2 separate regions of the Lactuca sativa genome follow, and region 1 is linked to region 2. Evidence: chromatin contacts called from public Hi-C data. All regions are on one chromosome and are shown on one strand. Each heading gives the region's core, a stretch centred on a gene start, on an enhancer-like site or on the middle of the called end of the contact. The rest is flanking DNA. Distances are from core to core; before and after follow the strand shown.

The links. Hi-C and Micro-C count contacts between places; a contact is called where the count stands out from the background.
Region 1: a Hi-C map of leaf shows a contact between it and region 2, with 5 times the contacts expected there. The contact joins the promoter of LOC111879987 here to the promoter of LOC111879933 in region 2. A contact is called at or near these places in 3 of 4 Hi-C or Micro-C datasets (leaf and seed).

Annotation. Positions count from the first base shown.
Region 1 is chr4:17,039,774-17,046,759 of Lsat_Salinas_v11, forward strand. It overlaps LOC111879987 (40S ribosomal protein S9-2), which reads right to left and starts at 3,434. Exons shown (of 4, transcript XM_023876409.2): 1 at 3,349-3,434; 2 at 2,442-2,524; 3 at 1,958-2,339; 4 at 464-854. The coding sequence starts at 2,469. The coding sequence ends at 671.
Region 2 is chr4:16,667,123-16,673,326 of Lsat_Salinas_v11, forward strand. LOC111879933 (transcription termination factor MTERF9, chloroplastic) reads right to left here and starts at 2,518. Exons shown (of 3, transcript XM_023876361.3): 1 at 2,362-2,518; 2 at 1,646-1,846; 3 at 421-1,541. The coding sequence starts at 2,436. The coding sequence ends at 567.

The DNA.
Region 1 (6,986 bases), core at 2,184-4,683, 370 kb after region 2:
CAATTATAATTGTTTAACAATATGAAAGCTCCTATGGTCAATTTTGTGAAACTCTTTGAAACACCTTCAAAGAATAGGTATTTTTATTCTAAAACAAAAATGTATTTAGTAATATGATGATGTAGACAAAACATAATGATTCAAACTAATAATCAAAAGTTGTGTTTGAATATACAACAGTTCGTAGAAAACTTATTATCAATATCACTATAAAGCCATTCAGCCATCAAGTAAAAAATCATTTCTTAAACTCAATAAGTAACTTAACTACGTTTCTGTTGCCAACTTGGTTATTGGTTGTTTCTTTTTCCTTGTTAACTAGATAAAGGTTTTTCGACTATAGAAATAACCATTTGACAATTACGTTCCAAAAAACAAATCTGACATTAAGCCAACATTTTTACGATAAATCAAATCTGACTTAACCAATTAAGTAATTCTGTCTTTTAAGATTAAAGGGACATTTGGCTTTACGTTTACTTGATTAATAAAAACAATGTCACAAAAATGAGCATAAGTTTTAATGTTTACTCACCCTTGAGACACTTACTTGATTGCATGATATCCATATTATCAAATAAAAAACTTGCTATGTTTAGAGGTACTGAAAAATATCAAAATAAAGCATGTTGACAAGATAGTAAAAAAGATGAAACATGATGACATGTCATCACTCTTCATCATCCTCGTCAGCGTCCCCACCTGACGCCTTCTTGGCAGCCGCCTTTTGGTTCTTTCGCTTGACTCTGCCAGGTCGCCCGCCTCCAAAGGGACTAGTGAGAGAAAAGTCAATATGCTTCTGGGAGTCAACACGCACCATGAATGATGGAACATTCACCACTTGCCTTCCCACCCTGTTGTATTATGGTGGAATGGAATCACAGACAAACGGAATGGAATCACAAACAGATGGAATGGAATGAGCGGTAACAGAATTGATGAATTGAGTCATTCAAACATGTTGTTATGATATGTATGATGATTAGAATTTTTAATAATGTTGAAAAATGAACTTTAGTTAAATGAAAATATATCTCTAAATAAATTGCATATCAACATTTTTCATTTTGTTTAAAATGTATAACATTTCAAATTGTCAAATAAAGGTCTTTATCATTTTATATTAAAAAAAACTATCTACAGAAATAATAAATAAAATACCATGAGGATCTTATGATTATAATAAAAAATAAATTTAATTGTTTTTGAAAGACCATAAGAAAAAAAATTAGTTGAAGTATAAAAAATTGGGTTAATCTCTTGAAAGACCTTATACTTTGTGTTTGTTTCCGGATTAAACCTCATCTTTATCTTTTTCACAAAAATGACCTTATATTTTTTCATTTTTTCCGAAAAAAACCACAACTTTGTCATTTTTCCGAATAAACCAACACCCGTCTAAATGTTTCCAAATAAATCCTCAACATTTTTAGTTTTTCCCTCACATTTTACTACTTCTTTAGCGAAAAATGACTAAAAAGACCAGATTGAAAAAAAAAAAAAAATACAAGGTCTTTTTCACGAAAAAACTGAAGTTGAGGTTTAATAATCCAGAAAAAAACATGAAATATAAGGTTTTTTATAAGATTAACCCTAAAAATTTAGGGTTTTATGCAGAAAAGTACCATTATTTTAGGAGATTTTTTATAAAGTCATAAATCTTTTTTAACAGAAAAATCCTGATTATTTTTATTTTAACAGGAAATGACAGATTATGTGATTTTCCCATAATAATGGTACTTTTCTGTTCAAAAAAAAGATTTAGGACTTTATTGGAAATTTTCCCAAAATAATGTGACTTTTCTGCATAAAACCCAAAAATTTATAAAAAAAATTAGTGTCATTGACGATTATTAACTTCGCTAATTCCATCATTACCAAACACTACCTAAAAAATTCAGTAAATTATAACTGAAGTGACCAATATATAAATCAAGAATTTAATTTAATTACATACCTGATGTGCCTTTGCTTGATGAGAACTCTAGCATGGTGGATGGATTTGGCCATTCCAGTTTTGAACACAAGTGTCTGTAAACGGCGTTCAAGAAAGTTTTCAACAGTAAGGGCAAGAACGTAATCTAGCTTGTTTTGGCTCTCATCCAAAAGTCCATATCTGTTCATCCTTCTCATAAGGGCTTCACCTTCAAAGATCCTACGTGGGTCCTTTTCTTCAAGGGTCAGAAGCATTCTTGCAGCATTACGGATTCTGCTCAGGGCATATTGAACCCTCCAAAGCTCTCTTTTGCATCTAAGCCCATATTCTCCAACAAGCTTCAGTTCAGCATCTAATCTTTCCTTCTCGTATGGACGACGGGGTTTCTTGAAAGTTTTCCCATCTAAAAAACATTTTTGGATCTTGTTATTATCATATTCTTATATGTCAATTATGATTGAATTTGTATAAAAGGGAGTGAAAAGAAGGGTAAAAGATGAGTTACAGTTGCGGTAAAACGAGACGTGCACCATTGTTGTCTATGTCAATGCTTGTTGCTCTCTCTCTCCTTCTCAGCTGCTGAATAAGCTGATGTTGAAAACAAAAAAGTTATGGTTCAATGGAGCTACAGAAACACTTGTAATTCTATAGAAAACAATTTCAGAAAGCAAAGTAAACTGATGAAGGGAAATCACATTAGTTTCCTCCAAGAGTTCATCATATTGTGAATGTTACAATAAAAAAAATCAATCAGTTTGGGATTATAAACTTGGATTGATGATATATGCATGTGTATACGTATGTGTGTTCCCTGGGAGTGATTTACACTTGATATGTGATCTGAAAACACACTTGTTGAGTTGCTGCTCATTTAAAAGGTGATATATTGAATAAAAAACTCGTAATCAACATCGGACAGAAATGTTTCAGAAATATATTTGGCAAACTTTAAAATTGATTCTCATGCTCTTCCACTACAAAATTATCATCATAATACTTATAGATTGAAACAATGAAATTATAATGAATTGTAGATCTTCTGAAACTAGATTGACAGCTACAAGATGATACGCTTCAAAAGAAGCGTTTAACATTATAAAATCGCCCATGGAGAGCTTCAAAAAAAGTGATTTTAGGCATAGAAGAGATAACACATCAATTTTCTTAAGAGAATGAGATATATACCGAATTAACGATAGCTGTGGGGTAAAAAAAAAAGATAAAGCATCGACGCAGAAAGCACAAATTCTAAGAATTAACGGCTATAACGATCAAAATAACCAATAGATCAAGCTAAATGAGGCCAAAATCCAAAACCTAATTCACAGACGGAACAATATATACATGTAAATTACATAAAGAAACAAAGCTGAGATATTAACTGAGCGAAAGAGGGAAGAAAAGCTTCAAACCTGCTCAATGGAGACGATACGAAAAATAAACCTGCAAAAGCAGTGAGGTGAAGCGAACAAATATCATTAGGGTTTAGAATAGATAGGTCTGTGAGAATGGGCCTAAGGCCCATTGGATCTACTAATGCTAGGCTCTTCTACAACAAGAAAATGTAATTTCTATTTTTCTTTGATAGTTTCTAATCACGAGTAATTTATGTAATTTAGTTTTGGTTAAAGTTAGAGAAATTAAATATTCTTCTATAATTTTTTTCTAATATTCTTCTATCATGTCAAATGTGATATGTGTTCTATTTAATTTTCCTTAATAATATTTTAATTCACATATTATCATTTAATATGACAGGAAGATAAATAAGAGGAAATTGTAAAAGGATAATTAATTTCTCTAAAAAATTTACTGTAACAGATATGATTGTGATATTATCAGAGACTATTCTCCTATATATTTCAATGTATAAATTGCAGGTTTCGATTTAAAGTCAAAACTACAAACCGTATAACATATATGATTTTAGATTTTTATAAATCACAAACCGTATCTGTTTTAAACCATGTTATGCGGTATGGTTTGGTGTGAACGTATTGTGAGTTTTAAACCATGTTATGCGGTATGGTTTGGTGTGAACGTATTGTAAGTTTTATGTGGTTTGGAAGTTATTTAAATTTATAATTCAAACTTTAAAACACCTTATAAGTAATATGGCTAACTATTTTCTCATTATAAAATGTAACAAGTGATAAAAATATATTTGAGTTTAATATGAAACTAGTAAAAAATCATGCGTTTCACCACGGGTTTGAATGGGGTGTGATTCATAATGGGAAATAATTTGTAATCAAATTGCTAGAATAGATTTTCTTAACGTTGCCAAAAAACATCATGCTAAAACTATTACGTTCATCATAATGGCAAATAGTTTGTAATCAAAAAGTTAAAATAGATTTCCTTAACACAACAAAGCAAAACTTAAAAGAAATGATATGGCATTCATTTTTGTAAACTTTAACAACAAAAAAAAACACATATGCATACAAAATACATAAAACGCTTCAACAAATTGTAGCCTATAAAAGTTTAAATGCAAATTCAAAAAGAACCTCGTGCAGCATGACCAAAAGAAGAGCTATTAAATGGAAATGGTAGAAGAAGGTAGCTATACTTTCATTTTCTTCGGTGTTTCTGTGAAAAGCAAAAAATAGCATTGTACTTTCAAAAAAATTAAACATAAATTGTAAAAAGAGTAAATTTCCATATATATATATATATATATATATATATATATATATATATATATTCACACAAATTTCAGCATAAGGGCATTTTAGTCAACTAAGACAGATTTAAAAAAGGAAAAATCGAGATTTATGGGATAATAAATGATTTTGATTTAAAAAATCTGATTTATTTTCAAATTAATTCAATTTCAAACGTAATTTGTAAGCATATACAATTTTATTCTATCAGAATGTCATTTTGTTAGAATGATATTCTGTAATTCTGTCAGAATGGTATACAACTATGAACATAATATTATAAACACATATTATCAAGATCAATAATTTTTAATGAATACAAATGTTATATAAAACGAAGTTTAATAGTTTAGAATAAATAATTACATTCATTCTTAAAGAATACAACTATGAACATAAATTACATTCATTCTTGAAATCTCTTGCAAAAAAAATATCGGCATTCTTGAAAGAATCCTCATTCACTTTCTTGTTTCGTTCCTAGATGTCTTGTGTATGTTTGACCTCTAAGCTACTTCAAAATATCTAGCATTCTATGAGATTGACATTTTGTGAGATTTGCATTCTGTCATAATTGTATTACATGAGAATATTTTATAGGTGCTGCAAAAGGAGATAAACTCGAGGATGGTAAGTGATCCCTTGGCAAAACTTCAAACATCTGAAAAACATAAGAAACAAAAATCATGTTAAAACATCAGCCAATTGCAATACAACCCTTGCAGAATCATTCTTATGTGATTATACCGGAAATACAATTCTGGCAGAATCATTCATATGTGATTTCCAAGATGATAATACTCTCCACAGAATATTCTTAAAGAATGAAATAATTATTCTTACATAATGAAAAAATTGAAGATAGGAATAAACACCCAATAATTATTCTACAGAAATATTCTTATGTGATTTCCAGCACTTTATTTCATAATCGAAAAATGATTCCCTCTCTTTCAATACTGAAAGAAAATGAGAGTAATTCTAAATTTAAAGTATGATAGAATAACATAATTCACTGTTTTTATTTTGTTTACCTTAGGAGATGAGATGCACAACAATAAACATTCCATCGCTAACCATGAATACAATCTAAGATTGTCATATTTCTCTTTGGCATTTCATCAAACACTTTAAGGACGCTCCCTAAATCACCACATTTTCTATGAATCATGAATGAAAAAAAATCCAATTCAGAACCATCAACATCAAATTCATATGAACAACAATAAATTTCAACACCATTATAAAAACCTAAAACTTAAAGTTGAAATTGTAGAAATTTTCCAGTTGGAAGAACGAAGAAAAAAACCTGTTTTCTATGGAATGGAATTGCAAGTCTGGTAAATTAAATTGTAGAAATCTCTTTGACCAACTATTGGAGATAGATGTCACACCCCGAAACCGAAACGGCGGAAACGTTCTGGGGTGGATGGCGTCATGTCAAGTATCACAACACATGCATATAGTAATCAAAGTACAACAAAACATTGCATTAATAGTAATAATTTTACGTGGTTACAATACAATACATCGAAGTAATACAAGTAAATAGAATAAATACAGCGTGGTACTAAGCTATCTTCATCAACAGCTCCTGGCATGTACCTGTTCCAATGCTAACCTGAGAATACAAGTTATTTGAAAAGCGAGTATCAGCATTTTAGAAATGCTGGTGAGTTCATAAGTATTTAGTGACTTTTATTCAAATAACTATATAAAGAAGTAGTTAAGTGTTTACTGTGTATTAGAGTTCTTTCTAGAAAATCCTATATTTTCTTTAATAAAGCAACCTTCTACCAAGACTGGTCAGTGTTATGTGGTAAAAAGTGGTTTTCCCTTAATTGCTATCACTATCAAAATATTGAATTTGATTATTAAAGAAAGCAAGAGACAACAGGGAGATAACATATGCCTCAGCAGTGAGGACTGCTGACTAAGGAAAAGGAATCATAGACTCCAGGAGAGTATCGAACTAACGACACGCCTGATTCAGTCTAACAAGTAGAGACTCAGACCTAGAAGGTACCAAATGAAAGGTACAACTGGTAAGGTCTAAAATAGTGAAAAACAGACCCCAAACAGTATCAAATGAAAGATACGTCTTGTAAGGTCAAAATAGTGTGACCCTGAAAATGAATTACCAGCATACAATGTAAATTGCCGGTGAGATACCGTTACCTTAAGGCCAAAGAATTATAAGGTAACCCAGGATACTCGTAACCATACTGACTAGAGTACCAGACGCCCTACAAGCGTCTAAGATGTGACATTTGTCACCCGTTGGCTTGGTAGGTCGGGACTGTAGCTAGCAGTTTGGGTGCGGGGTTGTCAATCCCGTATAGATCTATACACACAATGTCCGCTCTCCCTACAGGAGACTC
Region 2 (6,204 bases), core at 1,268-3,767:
AGCAAAAATGTCTGAAGTCTGCTGGTCTACGGACTACCTCTGCAACCCTCTATAACAGAAGAGGGAGACCAAACGGCTACAACATGTAATAAAAAGTTTGTTTGTTTTTCAACCTCTGCAAACTACTGCAATAAGTTAAAGTAAGGTGTGAAGATGTTTAAAGTGGGGGGTCAAGTGTTGCGCCATGCAGTACATGCACAACAGTTTTTAAGTCAGAAGTCTTCTGAAAAACAAACAATTGCGAATAGTCAAATGATGTGCGTGTGTTGCGCGGCGCAACAATAAGTGGTCGGAAATTGTTTTTTAGAAAAAACAAATAGCTTTTAGCATAGGTTAGGATTTAACCCACATGAGCCATAACTCTATGGGTTGACATAAAGTCAATAACACCATAACTCCACAAAACTTGGCAATGCAACATCAAGAAATGGAGCCTATAGAATCTTTAATCATCTCCACAATGTAACTTTACATTGAAAAATGTAATCTTTAAAATCATTCTCATTTGCTAATCTTAAGTTACACAAGTAATTTGACAAACACATGAAATTAAAAAACATATAACCTCAAAAAGGAAACCCTTTATGCAAAATCTTCTTGGACTCTTCGGCTAATCTTTTCACATGTTTTGCATCCAAATAACATTCCATCAACACCTTTGAAATCTCCAAAGGGTGACAATCAATAAACGCCTTCAAAAACCTCTTCTCTGTCATCCTCAAAGCCGTAAAAACCTTAAACCCTTCAATCCTCGGAACCAATCCCAAATCCTCAATCTTCCCAGCAACAATCATACGAGGTTTCATAACCGTTTCAAGATTATTATAAAGCAAAAAAGGATGACTCAGCACTACCCTCGCTGGTAATTTCATACTTGCCACCACAAAAGTCATATTCCTTTGAACTTTGTCAACCGATAATGTCAACACAAGTGGCGAGGTGCCCAAAAGACGAAAAACCTCATCCTCAACAAACCCAAACTTCTCCAAATTCGCTATTTTTTCACGAATTGTTTCAATTCGTGAAATCGCCATAAGGGTAACAACGTATTTGTACATTTTGGAATCTCGAGAAGCACCCGTTCTTTTAATGAAATCCAATTTTTCAGGTGTTAGTGAGGTGCGTGGGATTATGGTGGGGCGTGATAGTAGCATTAGTGCTAAATCGTCTCCGGTTATACCCATTGATTTGTATAACTCGACTGTGGGTTTGATCATTTTTTTTAAATCGTATGTAAGAATGGAAGGGTTTCTAAGAATGGCTTTTTGGAGGGTTTGTTTTGATCCGAATATGTTTTCGAGGTAGTTGACACGTTCATCGAGGCAGTTGTTGAGTCTTGATTTGAGAAAACGGGGCCTACAGCTTATGATTTTGACTAAGTCAGAGGAGGTGAATCCGAGGTCATGAAGGATTTGTAATTTGGATTGAAGTTTATCGAGTTTTGCTTTGTGGAGAGATGGCATTCGTTCAAAGATTTGTGATGTTTCGTGGTTGTTGCATCCCCATTGTATGAATAAATCTTGACAGGTTTTTGAAGGCAACTGATACTCTTGGAGGAAAAAAGGGAAATAGAAGAGAGGTTAAGGATTTTCATCATTTTTTTTAAATAAAAATAAAAATTGATTAAAGAAGTTAAAATTGAGACCTGATCTTGGAGTGTAACATCTTTTTCATCGGGAATGTTGGTGGATGCTTCTGCTTCTTCCACCAGTTCATTGGTTGAATCAGAGAAAGTTGAAAAAGAAGCTGTTAACCCATATTTTATTAGAGCAAGGTTCTGGATAATGGAAGTATTAGTCTTATGTGCTAAATGGTCTTGGTAAGCCAACATACCAAACCATCTCTCCTGCAGATGACAGAGAACATCTACATGACATAAATGAAAGAACATAAATCAACCAACAAAAAGCTTCAAGTAATCATAAAAATAGGAGCACTGTGGGAATGCAGTAAACTGCTAATCAAATGAGTGAATTAGATATCAAGTTCAAACAGGCAAATGCACACCATTGACGGAGGTAAGGTCGTAAGGATAATCTGTTTCTTATAACAAGAATGGAAACTCTAGGCATTGCTGGTTTGCTTTCGTATCCGGATCAATCGTTCTAGTCTAATTTCTAAAACCCTAATTCGAAGTACATACATCTGCAAGTTTACAGGGTTTAGGAATAACATATTAGAGAACCAAATCATGGCTGCAATACGAAAACCTAAAATAGAAAAGATTGCTAAATCTTGAAATTCTGACGAACAAAAAAACCCTAGAAATTACAGACATTTAATCACAACCCAAGCGAATTTCCGAAAAGAATTAAGAGTAGCCATATATAGTAAATATTGGTAAAATTACAATCAACTTACGGCGAAAAAGGATGAAAGGATTCGAGGCTTTTGTGATAGAAGGTTACTTGTTCTTCGTTTTAGACAAGACGCCATGGTTGCGGACGGAATTTCAGTGGTAACTTAACTACTTAAGATACCCGTGTGAGAAAACAAATTTTTTTAGGGTAGAAATCAGATTTATTTGAAAATCAAGGACTGAAGTGAAATTTTTGAAACACTTCACATGGCCTAAAAAGGCTAAAATCTGGATATTAGTTCAGTTGGGCTTTGAATAGGTTGGGCCGAGTAATTGTCAATTTGTCATCAACATTTAAAACTGATTTTATGTGTCACTTGGTTATAAGGCAAATTTGTAAATTTATTACATCGACATTAAAGAAAACAGTTTGATTATAAACAAAAGGTAAGCTGCGAAAATATACAATATATTTCCATTGTTTTTATAACGTCTCATTTTCACAATAAAAAATTCTTATTTTTAGTTAAAGTAAAATTGTTCATTTTCATAATACAAGTTAAGAAAAACCATTCGTCACAGGACACATTGTTGAAAATCAGAGTATTATAGTAAATGTAGAATCTTCATTGCTACTAATGAATATTTATAGTCATGTCTTTGCGTTTCCACATTCCCCGATGAAATCTGAAAACATCAACAATTGGATAAACACGAAGCTTAGTAAATTTTCCCAATATATATAAGATTAGGATCAAATGAGAACACCTAAATTGTTGAGAACGCGAGAACAGATCTGAACAATTTAAATACTTAAATCTAAGGTCATTATTGAAAGGGGGAATTATGAAAAATTCTTAAATTGTTGGCATTAAAATGTAACTTTTAAATGGTCAGAAGGACATAACAGGAATTTCAACTTTACCTGTATCCTATAATTTCTCACCCACTCACATATTTCCTTTAATCTTCTCGTGTATATATTTCCACCTTTCTCTTTTTAGGGTTTCATAAAACTCAGGCCATCATCGATCTGGGCATCACTTACAACCCACCACGAAGATATGTTCCCCATCTTCATCTTACACCGCACCCATCATCGTCGCACACAGCTCCAATCAAGAGTGACGGCCGAAGATGATTGTGACAATTGGCAATGGCGAAGATGATTGTGACAATTGGCAATGGCGAAGATGACTGTGACAATTGGAGATGGTGAAGCAGCGACTTTTGAGGCATATTATGGTGGTACTCAGGTGGCCCAACGAGCAGACCACAACCAGTAAACCACAGTGCTGGTGTTCGTGTCATTCTACAGGTATGCTACCATTGATTCGTAGGTTGATTCTTTCTCACCTAAAGTCGGGTAGATTTAGTGGATGGAAAGGGACGCATTGTTCACAGGTATGCTCTTTGAAATTTTATTATCCAAATACAAATATCTTAACACATGGCTACCCAGATTTGGTATTTAATCGAAAATAATGGATCGCTCTCAACAATTGTACATTTTTGTTTAGAAATTGGCAATGGTCTTTAATTTGTTGAATGAATGGGAACCAATGGGGCCAAGAGGGTCTGTTCGTGAATAAGGGATGAACTGTGCACATAAAGTGCTCGATAAAATGTCTGTGAGAGCATTTTCGACTGGAATGATGGAAGGGGTCTCGATGGGGCAGTTGCTTCGATCGGTAATGATTATCTTCTCTTTTATTTTTATTTTGACTGTAAACCAATGAAGTTTAATCAACTACATTTCTTTACTCGTATTTCTTTCTATTCATACATGAATCTAGCTTAGGAATTAAGTTTTATGAACCACAAGATCTTATCGTGAAAACGTCTACTCAAAACCACAAGGTTTCTGCTATTTTGGTGTTCGGAGACTCCACTTCTGATCCTGGAAACAACAACTACATTCTGACCCCTTTCAGGGCCAATTTCCCACCTTATGTGAGAGATTTTGCAAACCAAAAAGCGACAACGAGGTGTACCAATGGAAAGAAACACAATCCTAATTTTTGATTTTTTTGGTAATAATTTCTTGAAAGGGGTGCGTGAATGGTTGTATTTATTTATGAATAACACGTGTATTCATTTATGATAGAATGTGTATTAATTTATAAATAACAGTGTATTCATTTGTGAATTGCAATGTATTCATGTGTGAATGATTGTATTTATTTATGAATATTAGTGTATTCATGTGAATGGGTGTATTTATTTATGATTAGAGGTATTCATTTTATGAAAAAATGATAATTTTTACACTTTTTTTATTTTCAATTTATGAAAAATGCATTGAATTATTTGTAATTTGATGTGTTTTCATTTATGATTGGAAGTGTATTGATTTGTGATTGGATTTCTATTCTTTTTTTTTTTGAAAAACAAAAACATGAAATATTAGAAAATAATATTTTTTTTTAAGATTTTCCTTTCAGATTTAAAATAAAAGGAAATATTAATTTTTTTAGGTGATTTTTTTGAAGTGGTCATAAATAATTTTTGGGAAAAATCATAAAAAAGATATTTATATATATTTTATTAACTAAAAGGAAATATTAATTTTGTTAGGTAATTAAAATCATTATCCCTAGATTTTAGGAAATCAATAATTAATATTTATATAAAGTTACTAATATACACTTATAAAATGATTGGTCCAGAACTGTTCTCGCGTTCTCAACCTTTTAGATGTTCTCATTTGATCCTCTCCCTATATATATATATATATATATATATATATATATATATATATATATATATATATATATATATATATATATATATATATATATATATATATATATATATATAACCTGTGAGAACCATGGTTATAAAATTAATTAAAATTTCATAATGAAAAATCAAAATTATTAATGAATATTTTAAATAATTATTACTTAAGAGATATTGTTTTAGTTATACAAAATTATAATCGATGAGTTAAATAAATACATGAAGTTATATCACCTTACAATCTATATTAATTTTATTTTATTTTTTAATATAATGTTATTAATTTAATATAATTAGAGTGAGAAAATTTAAAATTTGAAATTTAAAATAAAAAATCAATTATTAATTTAATTTAATTAGAGTGAGAAATTTTAAATTTTAAATTTTAAATGGATAATTAATATCTTGACAAGTGGTATGATAGTTGACATATAATATTAATGAGAAGTTGTAATACTATGACACTTGTCAATAGGAGAATAAAATTGTTCTTTTATTAGAATAGGGATATATATATATATATATATATATATATATATATATATATATATATATATATATATATATATATATATATATATATATATATATGCAACATCCATATTGAGTGTGTGAGCCTGCTGCCTCAACCCCAACCGTTCTCCGGGTTTGTTAGCATGTTGCCTCAACCCAACTACTATAATATATCAACATATAAACAATTACAAATCAAATAGGCACATAAATACAAACAACTACCAATCATACAACTCACTACCGCCTACTAGACCCCTCACAACACACTACTCATCTACCAGCAAATCTCCATGAAAAGCATAGCCATAAGTAACCACCCTACTGGTACTCTAAACAACATACTACTACTGTTACATCCTAACACATAAGGATGTAAATATATCAAACAACTCACTATAGCGCAGCAACATCCTAAACACAAGGATACATAACCAAATCTAGTAGGTCGACATTGATGCCTTCGACCCACAGGTATAGTGAGGAAAATTCACCTTAATCGAAGAACCTAGAAAAACTGCGATGCGCCCCCTTTTTTTGCACTGCTTTCTCCCACAAACCTTCTAACACCAAAACATGGTAGACTCCTAGTCAACAGGTCGAATCCTTCAAGTTTGACTCCAGGTCAAACTGTTCTAAAAGTCAATGGT